2 separate regions of the Mus musculus genome follow, and region 2 is linked to region 1. A link is a contact called in public promoter capture Hi-C data. All regions are on one chromosome and are shown on one strand. Each heading gives the region's core, a stretch centred on a gene start, on an enhancer-like site or on the middle of the called end of the contact. The rest is flanking DNA. Distances are from core to core; before and after follow the strand shown. Region 1 overlaps Armh1 (armadillo-like helical domain containing 1). Region 2 holds the start of Rnf220 (ring finger protein 220).

What was found. Promoter capture Hi-C pulls out the DNA fragments that hold promoters and counts their contacts.
Region 2: a contact with region 1 is called in a promoter capture Hi-C map of hematopoietic stem and progenitor cells, with 3 times the contacts expected there. The contact joins the promoter of Rnf220 here to the enhancer-like site in region 1. A contact is called at or near these places in 4 of 39 promoter capture datasets (embryonic stem cells, hematopoietic stem and progenitor cells, liver and 1 more), 1 of 15 datasets of contacts at CTCF or cohesin (the NIH/3T3 cell line), 1 of 115 datasets of contacts at active chromatin or transcription factors (stem cell-derived neural progenitor cells) and 2 of 9 other capture datasets (adipose tissue and liver).

The regions. Positions count from the first base shown.
Region 1 is chr4:117,216,032-117,221,255 of GRCm38.p6, reverse strand. The region is part of intron 7 of Armh1 (armadillo-like helical domain containing 1); the gene reads left to right. Among named protein-coding and RNA genes, the nearest start is that of Gm23287, 7.8 kb to the right of the region's middle. Within about 2 kb of position 2,200, at least 48 of the 459 cell types and tissues checked have an H3K27ac peak or open chromatin away from gene starts, as enhancers often do. A contact at or near this core is called in adipose tissue and hematopoietic stem and progenitor cells, where this site is marked.
Region 2 is chr4:117,493,796-117,499,019 of GRCm38.p6, reverse strand. It overlaps Rnf220 (ring finger protein 220), which reads left to right and starts at 1,968. Exons shown (of 15, transcript NM_025739.3): 1 at 1,968-2,337. It overlaps Gm12827 (a long non-coding RNA gene), which reads right to left and starts at 3,283. Exons shown (of 5, transcript XR_868034.2): 1 at 2,292-3,283.

The DNA of each region.
Region 1 (5,224 bases), core at 951-3,450:
TGCTGCTCTTCCAGGGAACCCAAGCTGGGTCCCACGTGCACCACACAACTATACCTGGTGTGGTTGCATACATAAAAGGCAAAACACTCAAGCTCATAGAATAAAAATAAGTTAAAAACAAAACCAACAACCCTTGCTGTCTTAGTTTGGGTTTCCATCGATGTGAAGAGACACCATGACCATAGCCACTCTCACTCTCACATTTCATTGGGGCTGGCTTACAGGCTCAGAAGTTCAGTGCATTATCATCATGGCAGGAAGCATGGCAGAAATATGCTGGGGAAGGAGCCAAGAGTTCTACATCTTGATCCACAGGCAGCAGAAGGAGACTGTGTTCCACATTGGGTGGAGTTTTAGCACAGGAAACCTCAAAGCCTGGCCCCACAACACCACACCGACTCCAACAAGGCCACACCTCCTCATAGTGCCACTCTATATGGCCCAAGCATTTAAACACACGAGTCTCTGGGGGGCCATTCCTATTCAAACCACCGCACTTGCCTAGAAGAGCAGAGAGCAGATAACTGAGATAGGTTCACACCTGTAATCCTAGCACTCAAGAGGTTGGGACAGGATGAACAGGATGAATGTCATAAGTTCAAAGCCAGCCTGAGCTACAAAGTAAGATTCTGTCTTCAAACAAACAAACTGGTAAGATCAGTAATTCAAGTTCATACTTAGCTACATAGTAAGCTTGAGTATAGTCTAGCTACAGGAGACTTCAGAGAGAGAGAGAGAGACAGAGAACATGTCACCATAACTCCTGGGTCATCAGCACATATGTCACATCCATAGCTTATGTTTATACTTTATCGATTTTCTTTATTGTTTAAAAATAACAATAATAACAAGCTGGGTTTGGTGGCACACAACTTTAATCCCAGCACTCAGGAGATCTCTGTGAATTCTAGAACAGCATAGTCCATGTAGCATGCTCCAAGACAACAAGGACTATAAAGATAGACCCTGTCACAAATAAGTAAGTAAATAAGTAAACAAACAAATACAATAACAATACTGATAATATATTTTTTGTTTGCATTTTGGAGACAGATTCTTGCTGCATTATCCAGGATAGCCTTGATCCCCAGCACTTAACCAACCCACTTATCTCAGCTTCTCTCAGCTGAGTCTGGCTAGACTTTAAAGTTGTGTGTGTGTGTGTGTGTGTGTGTGTGTGTGTGTGTGTGTGTGTGCACTCGCACACATGTGCATGGAGGTCAGAAAATGACATCAGAGGTCTTCCTTAGCCACTCTGTTTACATGTTAATGTCTCTAGCTGAACCTGTAACTCACCAATGTGATGAGCTGGGCTAACCAGCTTGCCCCTGGGATCTCTGTCTCTAGTTCCCTAGTGCTAAGAGTGCAACCCAGCCACAGTGCTAGCCCAGTTTACCTGGGTGCTGGGGACATGAACTCCAGTTCTCAAGCTTGCTTAACAAGTGTGTTAATGCCGGGCAGTGGTGGCCCACGCCTTTAATCCCAGCACTCGGGAGGCAGAGGCAGGTGGATTTCTGAGTTCGAGGCCAGCCTGGTGTACAGAGTGAGTTCCAGGACAGCCAGGGCTACACAGAGAAACCCTGTCAAAAAAAAACAAAACAAAACAAAACAACAACAAAAAAAAGTGTGTTAACTGCTGAGCCTCTCCTGCCTTATTTATTTATTTGGGAGGGGGTGTGCATGCCACAGGGATGGCAAGGTTGGGGGATAACTAGCAGAACTTTTCTCCTTCCACCATGCAACCCTGGGATCCTACTCAGTTGATGAGGCTTGGTTTCAAGTGTCTTTGTCCACTGAACCATCTCATCAGTCCTCCTCAGCTCTTAAAAAGCAATTCTCTGAAAGTATTTTTATCTGGGCATGATGGCATGTGTCTGTAACCGCCGACGATGGAGGCGGTAGCAGGAGGACTGCCACAAAATGAAGGCCAGTTTGATCTAACAGTGAAGGCTCCATGTCTAATAATTAATCCATCTATTTTTAGTGTTTCAGCATTGGTCTTTGAATACGGTGTAATTAAAAATGTATGAGTTAATCTATTTTTAGTGCTTCAACATTAGTATTTGAATAGAATGTAGTTAAAAGGGCAGCAGAACACTCAGGAATCAGAGAGCATGTGACTGGTCAAGTACAGCCTGCAAGGATATTCCAGTAGAAAAGAAAGAAAATTTATGCTGAAGCGTGCTTCCTCTGTGCAGCCAGCAGGTGGCAGTCTCGTCCAGAAGTGCACAGTAAACCGGTTTCCCAAGACTCTAGCAGCAAAGACATGGGTGGGCACCGTGGAAGTGACTGCATGTGTACACCAGCTTTAGATTTAGTCTGTTCGCTGTCAAGGCATGATCATCTTCATCTGTAAAATGATTTATAGACAGAGTAACAGAAAAAAAAAACTCTGTAGAATCCTACAGAGTATGAGGCTGAAGGGAGGTGCTGGTTAACTGAACTTTATGTAGAGGCATTCAGGCTTCCAGTTATGGAGGAAAAGGAAGTGGCTGCTCTTTATGGAAGGTTGCTGGGAGGAGGCACAAAAGGATTTCCGGTTACACAAAGTCCCTAGTCAAAAACCACCTGTGATGCAATCTGTCTGGGCAAGTGTCGGACCCCAACCTCTTCTGTCATGAAAAGATCTTCCCTAAGCAAAAAGGAGGGTACGTCATAGAAAAGCCTGTGCATAGCCACGAGCTGGCTAAGACAGATTTCCTTCATAATGTCAGCCCCTTTAAGAGAAGGGCGGCCTTCCAGACCTGTTCCTATCTACAAGAGGCCGTACAGTTTCTCTGATAACCAACTCTGATGCTGGGCATGGTGGCACATACCTTTATTCCCAGCACTCAGGAGGCAGAGGCAGGTGGATCTCTATGAGTTCAAGGCCAGCCTGGACTACATAGTTAGTTAGTTCTAGGCTATCTGGGACTATGTAGAAAGATCCTGTCTCAAAAAAACAAAAACAAAAACAAAAAAAACCCAAACAAACAAAAAAACAAAACAACAACAACAAAAAAAACAGTAGCAAAAAGCAATTCTAAAATGCCAAAGCCAAACACACACACACCTGGGATGGAATATTTTATTCTCCCGCACACACGGGATATCCAAGTGCTGGACCACTTATTTTGTTCCTTTGTTTTGTTTCGAGACAGGATTTCTCCATGTAGCCCTGGCTGTTCTGGAACTCACTCTGTAGACCAGGCTGACTTTGAACTCAGAGATCTGCCTGCCTCTGCCTCCCAAGGCAGAGGTCAAAGGCGTGCGCCACCACCAACTTTGGTTACTTGGCCACTTGTAAGGTCCTTTTGCCACAGGAACATTAACCCTGGTAGAAGCTTTCCTGCTCACTGGCCCCCTAACAAGGCCACTTGCCCTCAACTTCTTCATCTGTTCAGAGGGATCAGCAGGAAAGCACGAGGCATCCTGGTGCAGACAAGGGTGAGTTGTTTTGCTTTGGTTTTTTTAGACAGAGTCTTAGACAGCTTAGACTGGCCTCAAACTCTATATGAAGTAAGCAGTGGCCCTCCAGCTCCCGAGTGTTGCTCTTATAGGCACGTGCTGCCTCATCCAGCTTCAGGCTGTGGGCTTTCTGGACTTGAGATATGACTCTTTCCTCTTGAACTAAGTGTCCATGGCATCCACCTTACATCTGCTGATCACTGCCCCCTCTATCTCCTCAGCACAGGTCCTGTAGCGAGCGCATGCCCCATCCGGGTTGGCCAAGGGGTGGGGATGAGTCCGTAAAGTGCTTGCTCAGAGAGCAAATGTCTCAGCAGAGAGGCAGGGCCCTGCTTCTCTCTCTTTGGGTATAACCAGTGACAGCTGCGAACACAAAACACAGAACTGGCTGGGTGAGAAAAATCTTCATTTGTCCCAGGAGCTTCGAGCATTCTAGTTACATAACCAATGGAAGATGAAGCATTCAGTTTAAAGTGGGTTGGCAGAAGTAAATATTTATCTCCTGGAATATCTGACTACGTTGCAGAACCTGCTGCTCCCAGCCAGGAATTTATCATAAACATATCTTCTTACACTCCTTTGGAGCCTGGGCATCCACCCAGTCACTTCTCTTCACATCTCAGGCATAGACATATTTCCCAGGGTGCACTGGCATCGCTGTGGCATCCTGCTCTAGCTGGCAAAGTGACTCACAATCCAATAAAAGGAGTCAAAGCGTTCAGACCCAAACGCATCCCCATCAACCCAGCAGCAGAGCAAGTAAGAAACATTGGAGAGTCTGGGACTCTGGCCGCTGCACACAGTGGCTGCCAAGCATTCAGAGCTTCTTGTTTTGTTTGCATAAAGTTTGGGAGATGCCAGAGAGGCTCCAAATGCTCTGCGGCACCCCAGGGCTGGACCCTGTCCCTGTACAGTGTTTTCGGATCTGTGACTCCAGGTTAGAACGCTAATCAGATGGGCACGCCAAATGCAGTCTCTTGTCCCAGCACTCGGGAGGCAGAGGCAGAAGGATCTCTGAGTTCAGAGTCAGTCTGGTCTACATAACAAGCCCCAGTCCAGCCAGGGCTACATAGCCTAGGCCCCCATCCACTACAGTAGCAACAACAATACGAGCCACCTCTGAGCATCAAGAAGTGTCAGGGGCTGCATCAGAATTGACTTTGAGGGTACCCTGGAGGATCTCTATGAAGCACACAATCCAGAGACATGGCTGGCAGGACCAAGAGGACAGTGGGTGGCTGTTAGCACTGTCGTCTTGTCGTGGTTTCCATTCGTTCGTCTGAGACAGAGTCTGACTGTGTAGCCTAGATTTGTCAGGAATTAGCTATATAGAGCTATCCTCAAACTCAAAGCTCCTGCCTCTGACTTCCTCAGCCTCCCAAGTGCTTAGAGCACAAACTTGTTCCACTGTCCCGAGCTGCATAAAAAGTGTTTCTCCTTTTTGTTTGTTTGTTTGTTTGTTTGTTTTATTTTGTTTTGTTAATTCATTAAAAAAAACTTTAGTTAGATAGATAGAGGGTCTTTTTTTGTTTGTTTTTGTTTTCCGAGACAGGGTTTCTCTGTGTATCTCTGGCTGTCCTGGAACTCACTCTGTAGACCAGGCTGGCCTCAAACTCAGAAATCCGCCTGCTTCTGCCTCCTAAATGCTGGGATTAAAGGCGTGCACCACCACTGCCCGGCGATAAAGGGTCTTGATCTACCTAAAGCCTAAACCATGCTCAAATTCAAAATCCTCGTGCCCCAGCATCTGGAGTGCAGAGACTGCAGGCGTCTCCCT
Region 2 (5,224 bases), core at 719-3,218, 280 kb before region 1:
AATTAATGGATGAAGTATTTTGTGTTCGACATCTCAACATGCAGCCCAGGATAACCTCTGTTCACTAGTCACCCCAACATAATTAGTAATAGTGGCCCATTTATGATTAAACTTTTCTCAGGTCAACAGATATATGGTCACCCTAATTACAGCAGTGGCTACATTGATTTCTAACCTGTTCTTTTGGTCCCTGACTAGATGGTTAGTTCTTTAGGGACAGGAGTTCTGTGGGATTTGGGGGTGGTGGGGGTGTTGGTTTGGTTTTGTTGTCATTGGTTGTTGTTGTTGTTGTTTTAATCTAAGCCATGGCCTTGCACATTCAAGGCATATTTGTTTTGGTTTGTTTGTTCTTGAGACAGTTTCTCTATATAGTTCTGGCTGTCCTGGGAACTCTCCCTGTACTCCAGGCTGACCTAGAACTCATAGAGATCTGACAGCTTCTGTCTCCTGTCTGGCTAAAGGTGAGAGCCTTTACTGCCTGGCTTGTATCTGTTCATTTTTAATACTCCTATATACTGACATTGTCAGATACTTAGATGATTCTCTTGAAAAAAAAATCAAGCATAGTTCTTGCCCACATAACGTTTATAACTCAACAGAAAAGAGCAGTCTAATTAACAATAGTGCCAATGCATGACTGGTATGGCTAGAGGCTTAGAAGTCCCTAAGCCAATTGAATCCTGTGAATGGAGGTAGTCATGGTCACAGAAGTCTAGGTGAGCCTATTAGCTGCTCATTTAAAGAGCTGCTAATTAAACATTTTAAGTGTAATCACCACACAGGAACTTAGCTAGTACCTTTTGTTGAGAGTCTCACTCCTAGCCCTGGCTGGCCTAGAACTCCCTGTGTAGACCAGGCTGTGCTGGGACTTTCAGCAGTCCTCCTGCATCTGCCTCCTGGGTGCTGGGATTACAGGCATCAACCACAGAGCCCAGTTCTATACAAACTTAAGCACATGTTAAACATGAGAAAAAGGGACGAAAAAGTCACATCAGAATGGAATATTGGTCTCATTCTGGTTTAGACTATAATCCTGGGAGGTTCTTCGCAGGATGGATTATCCTCATGTATCCTAGGGAAGAGAAATTTTTTCCAGATGAGAAACCTGACTTTTTAGAAACCAAGCCACAAAACAAAGGAATTACTTCAGAGGCCAGGATTAGCTTTCAGCTGGGCTTTGCCTTCTCAGCGGGGCCTACCTGCCTTCCCTGTTAGCTGTGTACCTAGAAGTAAGTCACAAAACCCAGCCTCAGTTTCTTCTTTTTAAAAACTAGAAATATTATCTCCAGAATTAAAGGGCTAAATGAGATTGTGGAATGACATTTGGACTCATAGCTTGGGTCTTAGAAGGTTCTCAATAATGTTAATTCTCTATTTCCCCAATATATCTTTTTATACCTCATGAATTAACAATTTGAAGAGAAAGAACTATATTATAAACATCAGTGACACCAGGGAAATTTTTATTCACAAATCTGGGTGTTAAACTAGGCCCCTTTTCCTCTCTGTCTAAATGTCAGTTTTATTCATATTCACTTACAATTTTATTTTTATAGGCAAAGACCCAAAGTAATATTCAAAGCACTAAACATTCGAAGCACTACACAGCAGGTAGGATCTTTCGGGGGCGGGGGGTGGGGGGGAAAGGGTAGAGTTTTATGTTGGAGCCAAGGTTTGGTGGTCAGCGAGCAGCCCTGACGTCAGGCTTAAAAGATTTAGCCATTTCCCCTTGGTCACTTTAGTTCAAAAAAGAATCGCGGTCAGTCAGATTTCTCCGAAGGGAAAGGAGGAGAGATGTAAACAAAGGCAAAAGACCTCTCTAGTTTCCACTTGGGCGGGCCACCTAAGACCATCCAGCCCTCTAGTGAGGGCAGCCAGGGCTGCTCTCCCGGAGTGCCCGGGGTCTGGACTCCATTTCCCAGAGTCCCTTAGTACCCTAATGTATTCAGTGCTCAGAGTGCCTGTATGTGTGTGAGTGTGAGAGAATGTGTGCGTGCATGTGTGTGTGAGTGTGTGTGTGCGCGCGCGCGTGTGTGTGCGCCTCCGAGTCCCTGGGAGAGTGGAGGCTCATTCACTGATTAGAGCCAGCGCTGAGAGGCAGCACTGCTCTTCTCTCACACCAACAGAGTCTCTTGATCTGTACATGCAATCCCAGGCAGCTCGCGAGCACAAACCCGGGGCCAGCCGCCTGCTGCTGCTGCTGCTGCCGCTGCCGCCACCACCGCCGCCGCTGCCCCCGCCGGCTCTGCGCACCCGGGACTTTTCATGCACCACACTCTCCGTCTTCTTACCTTGGTGTCCTGAAAAGTGCGATCGTTCTCCCCAGGAATTTCCACGGCAAGTACGGAGCCCAGAAAGGGGTGTGGATGCGTGTGCGTACACAAGAGGGGTGGGCGCGAGGGTGGCCGGGTTGCTGAGGAACCTGGCTAACTTTCGGGGTTGGTCTCCCAGGGATTCGGGCGGCTCCCCTGCGACAGGGACAGGGACTGGGACCTGCACTGCCGCGTCTTAGATCTTGGCGACCGAGCCTCCTTGGCTGTCGGTGCCCGGCGCGCTCAGTGCGCTGCCTCACTCAAACTTTCCGTCTTGAGTTTTCCTTAATGTGTTTTATTTGGGGGGTGCAAGGGGGAGGGACCAGACGCTGGAATTGGACAAGTAGGGAGGGCGAGGGGGATAGCCAGGGGAAGGGAGCAGGACTTCTCCATCTTTTTATAAGCCCCATTTCCACTTTGTTTGGGTCGACCGCGAGTAAGCTCTCCTGCCCGGCTTCCCGGTGCACCCCGCTGTGATTTCCGCGGGCCCGGTCTGAGTGTTACTCAGTGGGGACTCTCAGGCGGCGGGCGGGATAGGAAAGGGGCGATCTGTTGAGAAACGATCCCAGCCGCACAACACATTGCCGACCCGGTGGGGTACCCCGCAGGCTCCGGAGCCTTGGGGTCCCCAGAGGCTCGGCTTACTTTTTCCTGACGAGGACGGGTGTGAAGGATGGAGAAGGAGAGCCGGGGGGTGCGGTGGGGGTGGGATGGGGAAAACCTCCGCCTGCAGGATGAAGGCAGGTGCTGCCACTGAGGTGAACCGTGCTATCTGTAACCGGTAAACTCCCAGCTCCACTGGGTTGGACTGGCCGGCCTTAGAGTAACGCGTTCCGTGCCGGTCTCCTGGGATTGGGGGTGGGGGGGCGGGATCCCCTCTTCCAGCGATTATAAGGAGCGAGGTGGGAGGACGATCTTGTAAAATCACGAGCTTGCTTTTTGTGTGTGTGGTGTTTTTTCTTTTTCTTTTTTTCTTTTCTTTTCTTTTCTTTTTTCTTTTTTTTTTTTTTTTTTTTTTTTTTTTTTTTTTTTTTTTTTTTTTTACATCTTCTACCTGCCTTAAACTGAGTAACAATTTCTCTTCTTCCGACTTGAGAGCAAAACTTTTCAGCGAGCACGCCGGTTGCTGCAGTCCTGCGGCCACCGCCGCCGCGCTCGTCACTCGGGGCCGAGCGACCTCCTCCGCCCGGCGGAGCCCGTCCCAGCCACCGCGCGCCGGAGCCTCCGGCCGCCCCCCCACCCCCAACCCGAAGCTTTTCAGGGCTCGGCCTGGGCGTTTCGCCTTTGTGTTTTGTAAGAGAAAGGCTTTTCTTCCAGGGCACAACAAACTTGGGCAGAGAGCTTCCGTATGGCCCCCCGGGCGAGGCCGCCCACGGTGGCGAGGCCATCTAGGGATGCGAGGTTCGTCCTGCGCTACAGTATCCCCGGCAAGAGCTCGAGGCCCGGGTGACCGTGGCCCGCCAGGGCGTGCTGGAGCCCCGAGGTGACGAGGTCTCGGGGTGTTGGAAAGCAGAGGACACATTCTCCCTTCCCATTAAGAACGCACTGCCTTCTCTGGTCCGGGTCACCGCTCTAGTCAAGGCCCCGGGGCCTGGGCCGGGGGGGCCGGACGCACATCGGGTGGCTGGAGTGCTTAGGGCCAGGGCCACCCGGATGGGGCGCGGCTCTGTCTGGGTGGCCTGTGTCGTCCCAGGTCTTTCTCCTGCGCCCCTTCGCTGCCCCAGAAGCAGCTGAAAGGGAAAGCACAGGCGCTCTCTGCTCACGACGTCTTGCAGCCACGACCTACCTCCCGCCTCCACTGTGGCCTCCGCCTGAGACGCATTTTAGGGTTTTTTTTGGGGGGGGGAATAAAAATAGAAGGAGGGCTAGCAGGAAGGAGGCAGTGAGTAGAACCGGGGGGGCAGCCGAGCTAGCTGGGGCCCTGCACACAGCCCCCCGGCTTTTCTCGCAAAGGGAAAATGAGCAAAGTGTAAAGGCAGAAAAGAGCGTGGAGAAAAAGCGCGCCGGGCGTTTCCCGTTCCGATTCCTCCCGGCCGGCGGAGCCCGGGGCTAAGTGGCGTGAGTTCCATCGCTGCGTTCCGGGGCCTGGAGGGGGAATCCGAGGACTCGGGTAGCGGCGCTGCACTGGGTCCCGGCACCGAGCGAGCGGGGGCACACCTGTTCTCGGGGTGTTGCTCCCGGGCAGCGACTGAGGGAGCCGTAGAGCCTCAACCTGCTGCACCCCACTGCCGCAGTACGGGAACCGCGGGGGCAGCGGAGCGGGGTGGAGGAGTCGGCGGCTGACGGCCGAGGGGCTCGCAGCCACCGCGCCCCGGTGACCCGCGGGGCGGGGCGGTGTAGGGCCTCCGGGTCCTAGGACTTTGCTCGAAGGCTGCTGCTTTCAGCCCCTGTCCCCAGGCCGTGTGAGCCTTCAGACCAGAGCTCCCGGGCTTGTGTTTCTTCCAGGACTGGTGCCTCGGTTCCCCAAAGTTAAATTGTTTTCAAGCGGAGGTTGTTAGGATCTTTGTACAAAGGCAACAGGGAGCTAGAGGGGTCAGGCCACGGAGTGTGGTGGGTTTGGCTCAGCGCTGACCCCCAAGTTTTTAATAGGTTTCTCCTTCCCGTCTTCTTTTCTCGTTTTCCCTAAAAGAGTTATTTTTCTTCTGGGTTGAGGCTCTTCATCGCTGAAATCTGCACCCGCACGCTCAGCATCCCCGCTTCCGCGTGCTCTCGGACCAGTGAGGCTGTCGCGGATTCGCATCCGATGGCCAAGCTAGAACAGGGTCTAGGTCTAAATGTGCCACCGGCTACCCAGCCAGTTCTCAGGCGTCGGCCCTAACCTGGGAGCTGTATTAGCATTATGCTCCCTGAACCTTTGCATATGGTGGTAAAATTTCTGTTAGGGAGGTGTTTCCACATACCCGTTGGGCATG